Linked DNA regions of Mus musculus: region 2 is linked to region 1. The links are chromatin contacts, called in public promoter capture Hi-C maps. All regions are on one chromosome and are shown on one strand. The core of a region is the stretch at or near the end of the contact, and the rest is flanking DNA. Distances in the headings are between cores, read along the strand shown.

The links. Promoter capture Hi-C pulls out the DNA fragments that hold promoters and counts their contacts.
Region 2: a contact with region 1 is called in a promoter capture Hi-C map of liver, with 4 times the contacts expected there. The contact joins the promoter of Tmbim4 here to the promoter of Yeats4 in region 1. A contact is called at or near these places in 3 of 39 promoter capture datasets (the C10 cell line, liver and pre-B cells), 2 of 115 datasets of contacts at active chromatin or transcription factors (acute myeloid leukemia and astrocytes) and 1 of 9 other capture datasets (liver).

The regions. Positions count from the first base shown.
Region 1 is chr10:117,218,967-117,226,166 of GRCm38.p6, reverse strand. Yeats4 (YEATS domain containing 4) reads left to right here and starts at 1,660. Exons shown (of 7, transcript NM_026570.4): 1 at 1,660-1,908; 2 at 3,874-3,993; 3 at 5,569-5,635; 4 at 5,740-5,834. The coding sequence starts at 1,858. Gm31963 (a long non-coding RNA gene) reads right to left here and starts at 1,681. Exons shown (of 4, transcript XR_872061.2): 1 at 1,600-1,681.
Region 2 is chr10:120,206,309-120,213,617 of GRCm38.p6, reverse strand. It overlaps Tmbim4 (transmembrane BAX inhibitor motif containing 4), which reads right to left and starts at 4,792. Exons shown (of 7, transcript NM_026617.3): 1 at 4,676-4,792. The coding sequence starts at 4,772.

The sequences.
Region 1 (7,200 bases), core at 411-2,910:
AACTTCTTGAGCCTGTGAGTTGTTTACTTTCCAAGTCTCAGGAACCTCCTGTCTCCTTCCTGGAGGGAATGTCTCCCTTAGAAGCTCTAAGCTTATATCAGGTGATCAAGGAAGGGGAATGACATTTAGATATCAATTAAGAAACAGAGTTAGGACATACTCAAGAGCTGCCAGGACAACCTCAAAATACGGGATGACTATAGAAACAGCCAAGATTATCAAAAACAGGGGCTGGCAAAAGTAAAGGTACTTGTTATCAAGCCTGATGACTTTAACCAGATCTCTAGGACCCACATTCATTCTCTCTCTCTCTCTTTCTCTCTCTCAATAGATAATACAGTGAAAAAAAATACTTTTATTAAAGATTAGCAAAAATTGGGGGCTTAGTGGTTAAGAGCACTAGCTGCTTTTCCAGAGGACCTGAGTTCAATTCCCAGCAACCACATGGTGGTTCATAACCAATCTGTAGTGGGATCCGCTGACCTCTTCTGGTGTGTCTGAAGACAGCTACAGTGTACTCCCATACATAAAATAAATCTTTTCTTTAAAAATTAGCAAAAATTGATTGACCATGCTGTTAAATTCGCTTCTCGGTCTCCTGATTATTCTCATTGATTAGTGCTGTGCCCAGCCTTCATCAGAGAAGTTTATTGCAATGAGCAGTGGTTAATGCAGAAACCCAAAACTAGCCAAAACGCCCAGGAATAAGAGATGGTGGTGTGCTTAGCACTATTCGGGACAGTTGTACCACTCCTTCCAAGATTGGGGAATATTTCAGGGTATAAAGAGCCAGAGAATGGAGAGACATGTATCAAAAACGACACCTTCTGGCCACAACGTGGCCATTGCACTCATGAACTTACTGCAGCTGCGGTTATCTGCATAGGACCTGCGATTGCATGTTAACATTTCAACATGGATGGCGGGAGGGGTCCAGGGGCCTCACCCTTCCCAGAGGGACTATTGAAAATTCATGACTGTTTGGGAAAGAGATGCCATTTTCTTTAGTAAGGTACCACTGATAAATTACTCTTGCTTCGGTAAAGAATCCCACATCCATAGTAGGACAGGAAACGCCAATTAAAGCCAATAGGTCACGAACTAAGAGGGCATGAAAGTAGGAGGGGGGCTTGTTGGAAAGAAGAGTTCCAACTGGGGAAGGGTATGAGAGAGAAGAATGGTGAGTGAAAATAAGAACATGACCCTCTTAGGCATGGTTTAGGAGGTTTTTACTGTAGATAGGGAGAAAACAGATTCCCGACGAATCTGGAAAAGTCAGACTGAACATGGCCAGCAGAACAGATTGAGCCATGAAGAGCGGGAAGTGGAGTCATTTCTGTAGTGCCATCATGTTGGCCTTGGAAATCGAACTCAGGTCACAAGGCTTGGCAGCATATTCTTTACCAAGCCCACGCCCAGTTATCTGACCTGCCCAATCAGAAGCTTTGATTCCAGAGTCTATCATCTTGAAGTGTGTGGGGTTATCTCAACCCTAAAGCTACAAACGTTCACCATTTTGGTGCTTCCCTACCCTTAACTTCTGCCTAAAATTTATCCCCATCTCTCTTTATCCGCTGCAACAGCTCATCAGGCTCTTACCGGGGAAGGCTGCAGCCTCGCGCGTGCGCACTGTCTGCCTGAGCCCGTTGCGCATGCGCCGCCGCCCTCCCCCGCCCTTCCGCTCGGCTCTCCCAGCTCGGGGCTGAATGGCCGACCCCGACGCGGCGCGTGTGGAGGAGGTGGCTGTCCGGCTCCCCGAGCCCAGGCGACCCGCCCTCCTCCGGCTCGTGAGGGGAGCGGCTACCCCGCCGGCCTGAGCTCTCTCCCTGGCCGCCGCGGCTCCTTCCCGGGGACAATATGTTCAAGAGAATGGCGGAATTTGGACCTGACTCCGGCGGGAGAGTGAAGGTCAGTGCGCAGGCGCGGCGCGCGGGGCGGAAGCTCGGCGCTCATTGGGCCCCGAGTCCTCGTCACCGCCTCCGCACCGCCAAACACAAAGGTGCCGGGGTGGCTAGGGCATCAGTCGCAGACCCTGGATAGGCTCGTCCGTCTTGTCGTTCCCGAAGCCCCGTGCTGATAAAGTCAGCAAAGAGCGCTTAGCTTCGTTCGTGTTTAGTGAAGGTTGCTTAACACTGGACGTTGTGACACTCAGTTCCCTCCCATCTATATGTGTATTATTAATAGGGGTGGAGGTAAGAGAACGACTTGCAGGAGTCGGTTGTCAGGTGTCACCATGTAGGTGTGCTGTCCAGCCTGAGCTGCAGTCGTCTCTTCCCTGTGTGCCATCCCTCCAGCTCGCCACCCCCTCCCACCTTCCTACATCTGCTGGTTACTTTTTTTTTTAATTTTAAAATTTATTTTTATGTATATGAGTACACTGTAGCTGTCTTCAGGCACACCAGAAGAGAGCATCAGATCTCATTACAGATGGTTGTGAGCCACCATGTGGCTGCTGGGAATTGAACTCAGTATCTCTGGAAGAGCAGTCAGTGCTCTTAACCTCTGAGGCAGCCCTGCTGGTTATTTTTTAAGGTACCGGTTCAGGATGCTCTCCCCGTGCCCCTAAAAGGGGCTTCTACTTACAGATCTTATCACAGAAAGGATTTTTTTTTTTCCTTAAAAGAAATCACATCAGTCTACAAAAATTTTAAAATCCTCATCGGTGTCATATTATTTTTATTACCTTAATCATAGTGTCTATATATCCATAGCTGCCTTAACAGTATATGTAAGATGAGAAATCATCGAAAATCCTAAAGCCCTGAAATGCAATAGAAAGAAATACCAGGTAAAAGTCTGTGTTAGTATAAGAGGCTTTGTAGAGCTGTGCATTTGCCCAGGGTTTTAGGTAAGGCTTGGGGATGGTAGGAAGTGATTGCAGAGCAAAAGGTTCATGGGAAAACTCTTCTCTACTTGCACAAGTTAAATCTGGAAGTTTGTAGTTCAGGATAACTTGAGAAAGTTAGGCCTGTAGTCCTCAAATTGAGTTTCCTCCTTAGTAGCTGGGGAAGGGGTGGGGGTGAGGCAGGAACAAGATAGGCCCTTGAGAGGCCCAACCCAAGTGGCCTGTGTGTTCCCACTGTCCCCATCTCCTAGGCCATTCAGCTGTGAGCTGATCAGTATGCTAATCCCTTGGTAAGGTGCTTCTGTAGTCCAGGCGCCTCTCAGCCGCCAGCTGGGGACCAGCAATAAGCCTTTTGGGGGAGGGGGTACTCCATACCCAAACTGTATGTGCATAATAAGGATGACAGCAGAAAATGCTTGCCCTGAAATTCTCTCATAAACCGACCTTGGGTTTTGTGCTGTGCTTTGGTAAACACTGCCAGAGGCTAATCTAAAAGCCTTTCCCAGCCAGCAGAGCCGGTCACAATGGCAACTTGAACTCAGTAGCCTAGCTTTTAGGTTTGTGAAGGCATTTTGTTCTTCTCTAATCAAGTACTCAGGTGCTTTTACATGCAGAGCTCAGCAGGTAAAAGGCTTACCAAGTCTGATGACCTCAGTGCAGGCCTCAGGAAGGTGGAAGGAAGAGAATCTATTCCTTCAAGTCATCTGTGACCTCCTCATGTGCTGCACAGGGCGCCCAGCGTGCACACAAACACCCCAAACAACCCACTTTTCATGTGAGGACTGGGAACCAAACTGTAGCCTTCTGCAAGAGCAGCAAGCTCTTCAACCCCTGAACCATCTCCCCAGCCCCTCTCGTGGGAAGCATTGTGCCAACGTTAGTGAATGTGACGCTGGCTCGAGACGCCTGTTCTAAGTCAGCCCGTACGTGGTTAGACTGCGGCTCCCTAAACCAAGTCGCCGCGGCTCATGGTGTTTATCCAGGTGCTGGTGAAGTATTTACTGATTTTCAGCTTGCTTTTCTTTTAGGGGGTTACCATCGTTAAGCCAATCGTTTATGGCAATGTTGCCAGGTACTTTGGAAAGAAGAGAGAAGAAGACGGGCACACTCACCAGTGGACTGTGTACGTGAAGCCCTACAGAAACGAGGTGGGCATCGCTTTTCCCGGAAGGAGTGTTTGCGGTGCAGTCTGTTTAGTTGACAGTAAACTGAAATTGTGTATAGTAACTTTCCAAGTATGAGGTGGGTCCATTATAGACTCCCACCACTAGCCCCATCAGAAACAATAAAATGAAGCCCCTCATCTTCATGTAATTAATGAATCGGGTTTTCAAAAATGTCGTCTGAATAAAATTAAGATAAGGGGCTGGAGAGGTGACTCGGCAGGTAAACACGTGATACTCTTGCAGAGGACCTGAGTTGGTCCCCAGCACCCACGTACGGCAGCTCACGGGGATCCAGTGCTTCTGGCCTCCCGGGGCAGCCGTACGCACATACCCACACCCACACATGTGTACACACATCTGCACAAACGTGTTCACTTATGAATGCGTACATATGTATGGGCGGTCTTTATCAAGGGTGGGGGAGGAGGAAGTTGGTGCCTGCAGGCAATGTGAACAAAAAGTCCTGAGAGAAAGGGGGGGGGCTGTAATTCTGTTACCATGGAGACTTGCAGATGCCCAGGCTTCCTGGTCATGTGTGATTGCTGAGCTCCAGGCTCAGTGAGAGACCCTGTCCCCCCAAAATAAGGTAGAGAGCACTAGAGCAGGGTACCTGATGTGGACCCCTGGCCAGCCGTGTGTGCATCCCTCCCTCACCATACTCAAAGAAACTGTTTCTAAAAATTGGCTATAAATATGGTTTTCTAGGTATACTTCTATAAAAATACCCCAAATCTTGCTGTTGCTTCTGATGGAAGTCAGAATTAACTGAGAGTGTTATTTATTGATGCATATAAAAGCAGAATTTGAGCACCTCGGATAGTGGTGACACGTACTTATAAGCCCAACACTGGGCCAAGAAGATGGCAAGTTCCAGGCCAGTGTGGGCTACATAATAAGACCTGTCTCAACAGCCATGTCCCCTCAAAAACCCAGGGTTTGCAAAACAAGTGATGGGAAATAACTTGGCACTGGCTGACTGCCTTTCTTCCTCTTTATCCCCTGGCTGCTGCCCAGGCATAGTTCTTGGCTCTGTTTGTTGCTGTTGTATTAAATTGTTTTGGAGTTTTTGTTGTTGGGGTTTTTTTTTTTTTTTTTTTTTTGGTTGGTTGGTTGGTTTCGGGGGTGTGTGTGGCGTGTTTGTTTTGGTTGTTGGTGTGTGACAAGTTCTCACTGTGTAGTCCTGTCTGGGCTGTAGTTCAGCTGTGTAGACCAGCTGACCTCAAAACCAAGATCCTCCTGCTTCTGCCTCCCGTGTGCTGCGATTTAAGGAGTGTCACCGCACTGGCCTATTTTGTTTGATTTTTGGGAGAGGAAAGCAAGCTTTGAGTCTTGAGCTGTATCCGTGCCCCTTTTAAGACATTTTAGTTTGAAGCAGGGTCTGGCTGAGTTGCCCAGGCTGCTCTCAAGCTTTGTCATCTTTCCTTAGCCTCTTGGTTAGCTAGGCTGCCTCACTAGGCCAGCTAACTCGTGAATGTCAAAGGAACGGGCATCGTGTAAAATTGTGCTCGGATGCCAGATCTGGTTCCGTTGGAGAACTGATTTTTTTCTGTGTTTTAGGATATGTCAGCATATGTGAAGAAGATCCAGTTTAAATTACACGAAAGCTACGGCAATCCTCTAAGAGGTGAGGCACAGCTCTTGATTCATCGTGGAATAGTTATAAAGGGCCAGGGAGCAGGAACTAAGTCAGTAACTCACAGTTGTTTTCTTCCTCTTGCCCCGCTCTAGTCGTCACCAAGCCTCCATATGAAATCACAGAAACAGGATGGGGTGAATTTGAAATCATCATCAAGATATTTTTCATTGACCCCAACGAGAGACCTGTGAGTAACTTTTACCTTCGCAAGGAGGAAATGGGTCAGTTAATAACGGGCAAGTGTCACACTGACCGGGGGTGGGGGGTGGCTGGTGTGTTAGTGGTCTTGCCATAAGTTAACACTGCCCTTGTTATTTAGGATCTGTCAATTTAAACGCCACTCAGACAGGTCCCTAATAGGTAATTTGAAAGTGCTATTGACGGGGTGGGTTTTGGGGGCTTAATGTCCTAGCAAGGCTGGATATAAACAAATCTTATAACCCTAGTGTCTCAGGCTGGTAAAGTCCTTGCCAGCCCGGGCCACAGAGTTAAGGCCCTGAAACAGAAAACAACACAGACAAAAATGCAGAAAAGTCTTAACTCTCTACAGCTAATTAATTCAGGAGTTGGAGTCTGCCGAATGGGATGTGGGCCCCTCTGGGTGACTAGGGCACCTTCCCTATAGATGGAGACCCCATCAGGCCTTGTTCTTTGTCTGCCATGACATCACCTCTGATACCAGGGATAAAACAAGGTCAGCAGCCTGACCATCCCATGGCCAGTCCTTTTTTTTTTCCCCAAAAAAAAGTCTTACCCTTACTTATGTGTGGGGTGCACATGTGCAGTGCACACTTGTGGACGTTAGAGGATAACTTTTAGGGATTGATTCTCTCTTTTTTAAAGAGAAATTATTTATTTTGTGTGTATTGGTGTTTGCCTGAGCCACGAGCATAGCAGAGATCAGAGAGGGTGTTGGATCCTCTGGAATTGGAGTTCTGATTGGTGGGGACCACCGAATGCTGAGAACTGAACCTGAGCCAGCGCTCTTAGTCTCCTCAGCGCCTGGTTCTCCCCTTCCACTGTGCAGGCTCGGGGGCCAAACTCAGGTCATTTGGCTTGACCTGAGCAAGAGCCTCTACCCACTGAGCCATCCTGCCAGCCTGCTTGCTGGCTTTTTCCTTTTTCTTTCCTTTTTTTTTTTTTTTTTTTTTTTCCATTTTTTATTAGGTATTTAGCTCATTTACATTTCCAATGCTATACCAAAAGTCCCCCATATCCACCCACCCCCACTCCCCTACCTGCCCACTCCCCCTTTTTGGCCCTGGCGTTCCCCTGTTCTGGGGCATATAAAGTTTGTGTGTCCAATGGGCCTCTCTTTCCAGTGATGGCCGACTAGGCCATCTTTTGATACATATGCAGCTAGAGTCAAGAGCTCCGGGGTACTGGTTAGTTCATAATGTTGATCCACCTATAGGGTTGCAGATCCCTTTAGCTCCTTGGGTACTTTCTCTAGCTCCTCCATTGGGAGCCCTGTGAACCATCCATTAGCTGACTGTGGGCATCCACTTCTGTGTTTGCTAGGCCCCGGCATAGTCTCATTCTTTCCTTTTTTT
Region 2 (7,309 bases), core at 3,543-6,042, 3.0 Mb before region 1:
CTAGTTATAGTGACTACTCACTGCTGTGAACGAATTTAAGGTGAACACCACACTCAGAAACTGATTCTTACATCATTTCTTTATTATAACTTTAGGGTTTGCTGTTTTCCACCAGAGAATCTTGACTAGAAGTACAGCATTCCAAAAGTATCTTTCAGAAGATGTTTACATTATAAATAGCTCTGTTGTTTATTTTTATATTAAAGGCACATTTATTGGGAAGATGCTCTCAGGTGGGCGAGATCATTGGCTCCAAGGACTGAGGCCAGGAAAGTCGTCATGGGGAAATGGGGTCAGGGGCTGGGAGAAAAGGCGTGCACACAGAGGAGGAGTGGGGGAGGGGGAGGAGGAGGAGGAGGAAAAGAGAGGGACTCTGTTTATTTTTAAAGGAAGCATTTCGTGTATCCTTCTAATTACAAAGAAACAGCTGAGAATCACTTAATAAACACAGAAGTGGTCAGCTTAGTTATCAGCCCAGTTTCCAGGGTTCCTAACTAAAATGTTCCTGAATATTTAGCTAGTCATACAAACAAATTTACTGAGTGCTTGAGATCCATACTGTTATAGCCATGTGTACTACACAGAAATCAATCAAAAATAAAACTATGTAAAAAAAAAAAAAGCAGAGGAGGGGGGGGGGAGCCAGGATGGAGGGAGAGAGGGAGGGGGAAGAGGGAGGGGGAGGTTCTTCTAGGGACTGTGAAACCTACTTTTGAGTCTCATGCCGAACTAATTCTCTCCCAAATTTGAGAAGTTTCAATGTTTAAATAATTGTCTGGCCCTTAAAGCATCCGGTTCCATGCAGCAATCGTCTGCTTTAAAGACGAGGGATCACAGAGGCAAAGCTTGCCTGCATACTACCAGGCAGGCTGTGTTTAATCTTCAGACGCTTAAAGTCAAGGGTCTTTCTACAACACAATCTTATTTTCCTAACCTCACTTTAAATAGGCACGCTTCCCACGGTGACATTTGGTGTGTTGCTCCCAGCACGGAGTAGCTCAGCAGAAACGTCCTCTCCCCATGAGCTTACCTCACAGGTAAAGTGTAAGCTCCGAGGGACGGAATCCCGCTTCCTCCTTACGTTACTTCAGTTCTCAGATGCGTCATTCCTCCCAAAAGCCCCTCTAAACCTGGCATTTGGCACTTTAGAATTTAGCCAAGGTGCCACAAAGAAGTCATTTTAGGGGCTGGCCAAGTCAGTGTTTTCAGAACAGCAACTGTTAATTATCTCTGCATCTAGTACAGAGTTGCTGAGGGAAAAAAATCAAATGTGTTTGTTAAATATCCCTTAATAGTTTAAATTATTCCTTAAGTCTGACCTTGCCTCACCGAGGCCTCTCTCACTCACGGACACGCTCAGGACCACCTCTATAGTTTGATTGGTGTTCACGTATTGTTTCTGATAGTTTCCTGTAGTGTCATGTCTGTCACCTTCTGTCCCTGTCCTTCCCTGAGCCCATCCACTGTCTCATGTCATCAGGAACCTCTCAGTCCTACCCACTCAAGTACTACCCAGTACTTGCTACATAGGCCAGCTCCCGTCTTATTTCAAGCATTTCTAAGAAGAGCAGCAAAGTTAACAGTGTATCGAAACTACAGCACAGCATGCCTGATGAATAGACACAGAGTCCTCAACAACAACAACAACAAAACAGCAAAGAAGAGTCGATGGCATATTAGTACATTAAACACGACTAAGTGGGATTTACTCCTGGAAGGCTAGGATGGTTCAATACATGAACGTCAATCAAATGTCATATACTACATTTATAGAATGACAGACATGGGAGGAAATGCTGTCATGTCACTGTCAACTGACACAGAAAAACCATGTGATAAAATTCTACAATCATGTGTTAGCTAGGAATCAAAAGAAACCAATTCACCACGATAAAGAACATATATGAAGGGGCTGGAGAGATGGCAGAGAGGTTAAGAGCACTGGTGGGACACGTGCCTTTTTTAAGTGAGGTTAGAGAATAGCAGAGTTGTAGAAAGAACCTTGACTCAAGGGTCTGAAAACCAAGGGGCAAGGAGCAGTTGATGGCCACTGGTGGGAGTCAGTTTTCTTCCCCCACAGCTTCTAGTAAGTTGCCTACCTAGTGGCCTAGGTAGATGTCCCATTCCCATGCGAAAGTGGGTAGTACTGAGTGGATTCCCTGTATTAAACAAACAAACAAACAAACAAACAAATGGATAGGAAGGTGAGAAAAGGTTGTTGGAGGGAGTGGGGCTGGGCAGGATACACTGTATACATGTATGGAACTGTCAAAGAATAAATTTGAAATATTGGCTTAAAAAAAAAATGAAATCCTGCAATCCAAAAGCCATGATTCAAACGGATTCAAATGGATCACCAGAGAAGCTATGAGCAGTTGATGACTCCTGGGGGTGTGGCGTGAGTATGAATGGCCCCTATAGGCTCTTATATTTAAATGCTTAGTAACCAGGGAATGGAACTATTTGAAAGGATTAGAAGGATTAGGAGGCATGGCTTCGTTGGAGGCAGTGTGTCACTAGGGGTGGGCTTTGAGGTTTCAAAAGCCCAGAATGAGCCCTGAGTCTGTCTCATTCTTTGCTATGGATCAGGGTGTAACTCTCAGGTACTGCTCTAGCACCTGCCTGCACGCTGCCATGCTCCACGCCATGATGATAGTGGACTGAGCCTCTCAAACTGTAAGCATGTCCCCAATGAAATGTTTTCCCTTGTAAGAGTTGCCATGGTCATGGTGTCTTTTCACAGCAATAGAGCAGTGACTAAGACAGGGAGAGCCAGTTTCCTTCTACAACACTATGTGGCTACCCATGCTGTATGTCCTACCACCATGCTCATGGCGGCAGCCCTGCTGGACTCAGTGGGTTTTGTTTTTAACAAGGAGCACATGAAGTTCAGAGGGAAAAGCAGTGCAGGGATAAGGAGGAACTGAGGGGCTGGGGTGGGGGGGATAGATGTGATCAACGCACATCAAGTGCATGTGCTAAATGCTCAAACAACAAAGTACTTTTCAAAATGGGTACTATCAAGGGAATGAAAGGACAGGCCACAGATTGGGAGACAATATTTGCAAAAGATATACCCGGTAAGCAAAGCAAAACAAAACAAACAAACAAAAACAAACAAAACAAAAAACAAAAAAAAAAAAAAAGAAAGAGAGAAAACCTATTAAAATTGCCCAAATCCAAATTAATTAATGACTGCACCAAATTATGGCATGGATGAAGAAGAATTCATTCTTTGTTGCTAGGAATGCAGGGTCACAGTCTAGTGGTTTCTTACAGTACAAAGTCCACTCTTGTGTACCACCCAGCTACCATGCGCCTAGGTATTTATCTAAATGAGTTGAAACTATGTACACACAAATACACACACACACACACACACAAAACCCAGGGGAGTTTGCAAAACAGTTTTATCCATAACTGCCCAAATGCTTGAGCATTCAAGAGAACGACCTTGAGTTGAAGAAAGAAAAGTACTCAGGCACAAAGAGAAAGCAGAGGACGCTTCTATAGCAAGGGCTAGTCAGCAATCCGGCCACGGAGGATAGGGGTGGGGAATCGTAAGTACACACGGCAGTACCAAGTGAATAATGTAGATCTGAAGAGGAAAAAAATAAATAAAACACCCAACACACATGATCTTAACTACGTGGCATTCTGGACTAGGCCTGAGAGAAAGGAAGAATGACAGTCGGACACACATACACTATGACATGGGTGAGCTTTGAAGACATTAATAGAAACATGCCAGTCACAACGGCTAACATGTATGATTTCTTTTTTACTGAGGCAGTTCTAACCGTTTCATAAAGACTGAAGAAATGGGAGTTGCCCAGGGCAGAGGAGGCTGGCAATGGCGAGTTACTTATGGATACAATTTCACTTTTGCTTTGAAAGATGACTAAGTTCTGGCTGGATAGGAAATACCACAGGGCGACAAAACATTACTGCTTGGTACCTCAAAGGTGTCTAGGGTAGCAATTTTTTGGCTACCAGTACTTTTTCATAATGAATATATTTTAAAAGCTGAGCTCACTTGTCAAAATAATTTCAAAATTCATTACAGGAATATCGGGCTAGGTAAGTACCAAGATTCTAGATGCGTCAGAACCACCTTCATTTTTTTTTTTTTTTTTTAAATCCAGAACCGGTTTGAGCTGCCCAGGCAGGTCCATTTCTGTAAAGTGACCTTTGGTGGACAGTGAATTCCGCTTCGTTACGCGTCAACGAACAGCCTAAACTCAAAGTAATAACTTTGAGTCGCCGTGACTTTATGCGTCGGTCTGGGAAACTTCTCAGTCATCACACACACGTATGCCGAGTTCTGTACCCCACGGGGAGACAGTAATGACTAGGATGGTAAGGTCTCAGCACGGGGAACAAATAAATGAGGGCATCAGCCCGTGATTTCCAATGCTTGATATGGATCCTCCTGGTGTGCTGACCCCAAACATGCAATTATATCTGTCCCTACTCCAGAACTGTAATTTTGCTACTGTCACGAATCGTAATGTAAATATCTGATGTGCAGATGGCCTTAGGCGACCCCCTGTGAAAGGGTCCCGCTTGCGACCCTCAGGTTGAGGACCGCTGACCTAGGCGACCCGGCCCACACCTCTAGAAGACAACTATGTCTCCCTCTGGTCACTTGGTCCCCCTGACCCCCGCCACATACCCATGCGGATGTGCACGCTGGCCGACGCCACGCAGCTGCCGTAGTTGAAGTCATCCTCGATGGACGAGCGGGGATAGCCCGGGTCCGTGTCGGCCATGTCGCCAGCAGTGCCCGCCCGCACCTGCCCCGGCCGAAGTGGGAGCCTACACTGACCACAACCGCCTTCACCCACTTCCGGGATGGCCGCCAGACAGAACTAGCCGAACTGCCTCTCTGCAGCGAGCGCCGAACCAGTCGATCGCTCCCATGGAAAAGTCTCCACTAGGAGAGGAGGTTGCTTTCTAGTAGGAGACAGATTGCTCTCTCCCACGTCATCGCAAGGGAGTTTTTTCTAGGATTTTCTTTAAAAGTTCCTCTAGGCCTCTAGAGAATCTCTTCCAGAAAGAGTGCTAAACAAGATAGAAAGATTACGGTATCAATCAACAACCTCTCATTAATTCACTTCAATACTTGGTCCAGGAATGCACTTTTAAGTAAAATTATTTTAAAGCAACATTTAGGCCTTCATTTATTGACCATTTCTTTTAAAACAGACCCCCCCCCCTGCTTTTAAAGTTAAATAATCCTTCATCTTGAAAGACAAGTAGGAATCCACCCCCACCCCCATCCCACCCCCACCCCATGGGCGTAATTCAGGTTTTCACGGATTCGATGTTTGTGAATTGAGAGGGCAAAGTCATCGTGGTGGTGTACAGGACAAGTGCCAAAGAATGAGGCTGGACAGATGAACAAAGGCAAGACCACTGAATGCCAAATATAGAATTCGTGACCGAAACCAAAACCAAAGGAAGAAGGACAGAGAAAGTGGCGATAACAAAATGCATCTGTCATGACACTATTGCAAGCATGAGGTGTAGACTCGCCAAAGAAATATTCCAGGACACCACTAACTTTATTTATCTTTATTGTTTTAAGGGTCTCAATATGCATCTAGCTGCCGTGAGACTCATTATGTAGACCAGACTGGTCTTGAACTCAGAGATCCACCTGCCTCTGTCTCATGAGTGCTGGGATTAAAGGCGTACCAACCGGCCCACTTGTAATTATTTCTATGAGTTTACTTTGACTCATCCCAAAGACAGCAAGTGGGATTCAAAATATTGAAGAACTGTCTATTCTAAAACTAAAAATGTAATATTTTCAGGAAACTTTTTTCAGATATGTTCCACAATAACAAGAATGAAACATGCTTAGCTTTTTATTATTTTTTAAACATGTTGTTACTCACTTCAATAAAGGTAAGAATAGTATTTATTATAGAAGGCAAACTGGAGAAGAATTGGCAACCATCTTTTTATTATCTAAAGACAACACCAATATCTCATTCAGAAAAAAATAATTCTAGCTAGATTGTGCCCCCTATGTGAAAGACAAAATATTAGAACTTAAAGTTATATAAAATAATCTCTTTATAATTTGAAGAAAGCAAAGATTATTTAATCTACAAAGATTGACACACTATATAAAATTGAGAACACCTAGGAGTAAATTTCATTATAAAAGAGTAAAAGCAAACTATGGACTGGGAAATATTTTTAATATACACATCTATATAAAGTTCCCATCCCATACCATAAAAAGAATGACCACAAATCCAGACTTACTCTCTAAAGCAAACTGCTAATAGAAAACGGGGCAAGAGACTGGATCAGGTAACACTGTATGCATAGAATGAAGCCAACTAGGTAATAAGCACAGGGAGAGATGTTTACTCTCACTAATGATCAGAAAAAAATGTAGCTAAATATCAAAAGGAAACATTGCTAAGCATTCATCAAGTGGCTAAAACTAAAGGCTTGACAATGTCACACTCTGGGAAAACCAGATGTAACATATGTAACATAGCTATGACCAGCACAAATTAGAAGGCGCTGCCTAGGACACTGCAGAGATCACGCCCTCAGAAGGACCCTGAGTGAACCCTGGCCGGGCGTGGTGGTGCACGCCTTTAATCCCAGCACTTGAGAGGCAAAGGCAGGTGGATTTCTGAGTTCAAGGCCAGCCTGGTCTACAGAGTGAGTTCCAGGACATCCAGAGCTACACAGAGAAACCCTGTCTTGAAAAAAATCAAAAACCAAAACCAAACAAACAAACAAAAAGAGTGAACCCTGAAAGCACGATGCAACATGGGAAAGGCACATGCAACAATGGCGTCCACCTCTGCCAAAGCTTGCATCTCAGCATTCAGGATGTCTGATGTGCAGAGAATCCAGTTGTATATACAATGCATGGGAATTAACCTACAGTCAAGTGGTGATTGTTGCTGAGCACAAGGAAAGAAGGAAGGGAGGATGGTGGCAGAACTGACTCTGAATGTAGAAAGGTACAACGTTCTAAAAACTGTGGACCACCAACAAATCTCACTACATCCTTTTGTTCCACTGGTGTTCCTTTCTGGTATCAGCAAAGGCTTTGCTCAGAACAGAAAGGCATGGAAAGAAAGGGGAGGAGAGACAGGGTCTTAGCTGACTTGATCTCCTAGCCTACTGTAAAGCCCCTAGCTCTCTTCTTTAGAAAAGCATACTTTTACCAGGCGAGCATGATGACTCTGGGTAACAATATTTGAAAAAGAACAACATTGGTATACTTAAAATCATTCTGACAATATGTAAAATCTTGGCCATGTACATATCC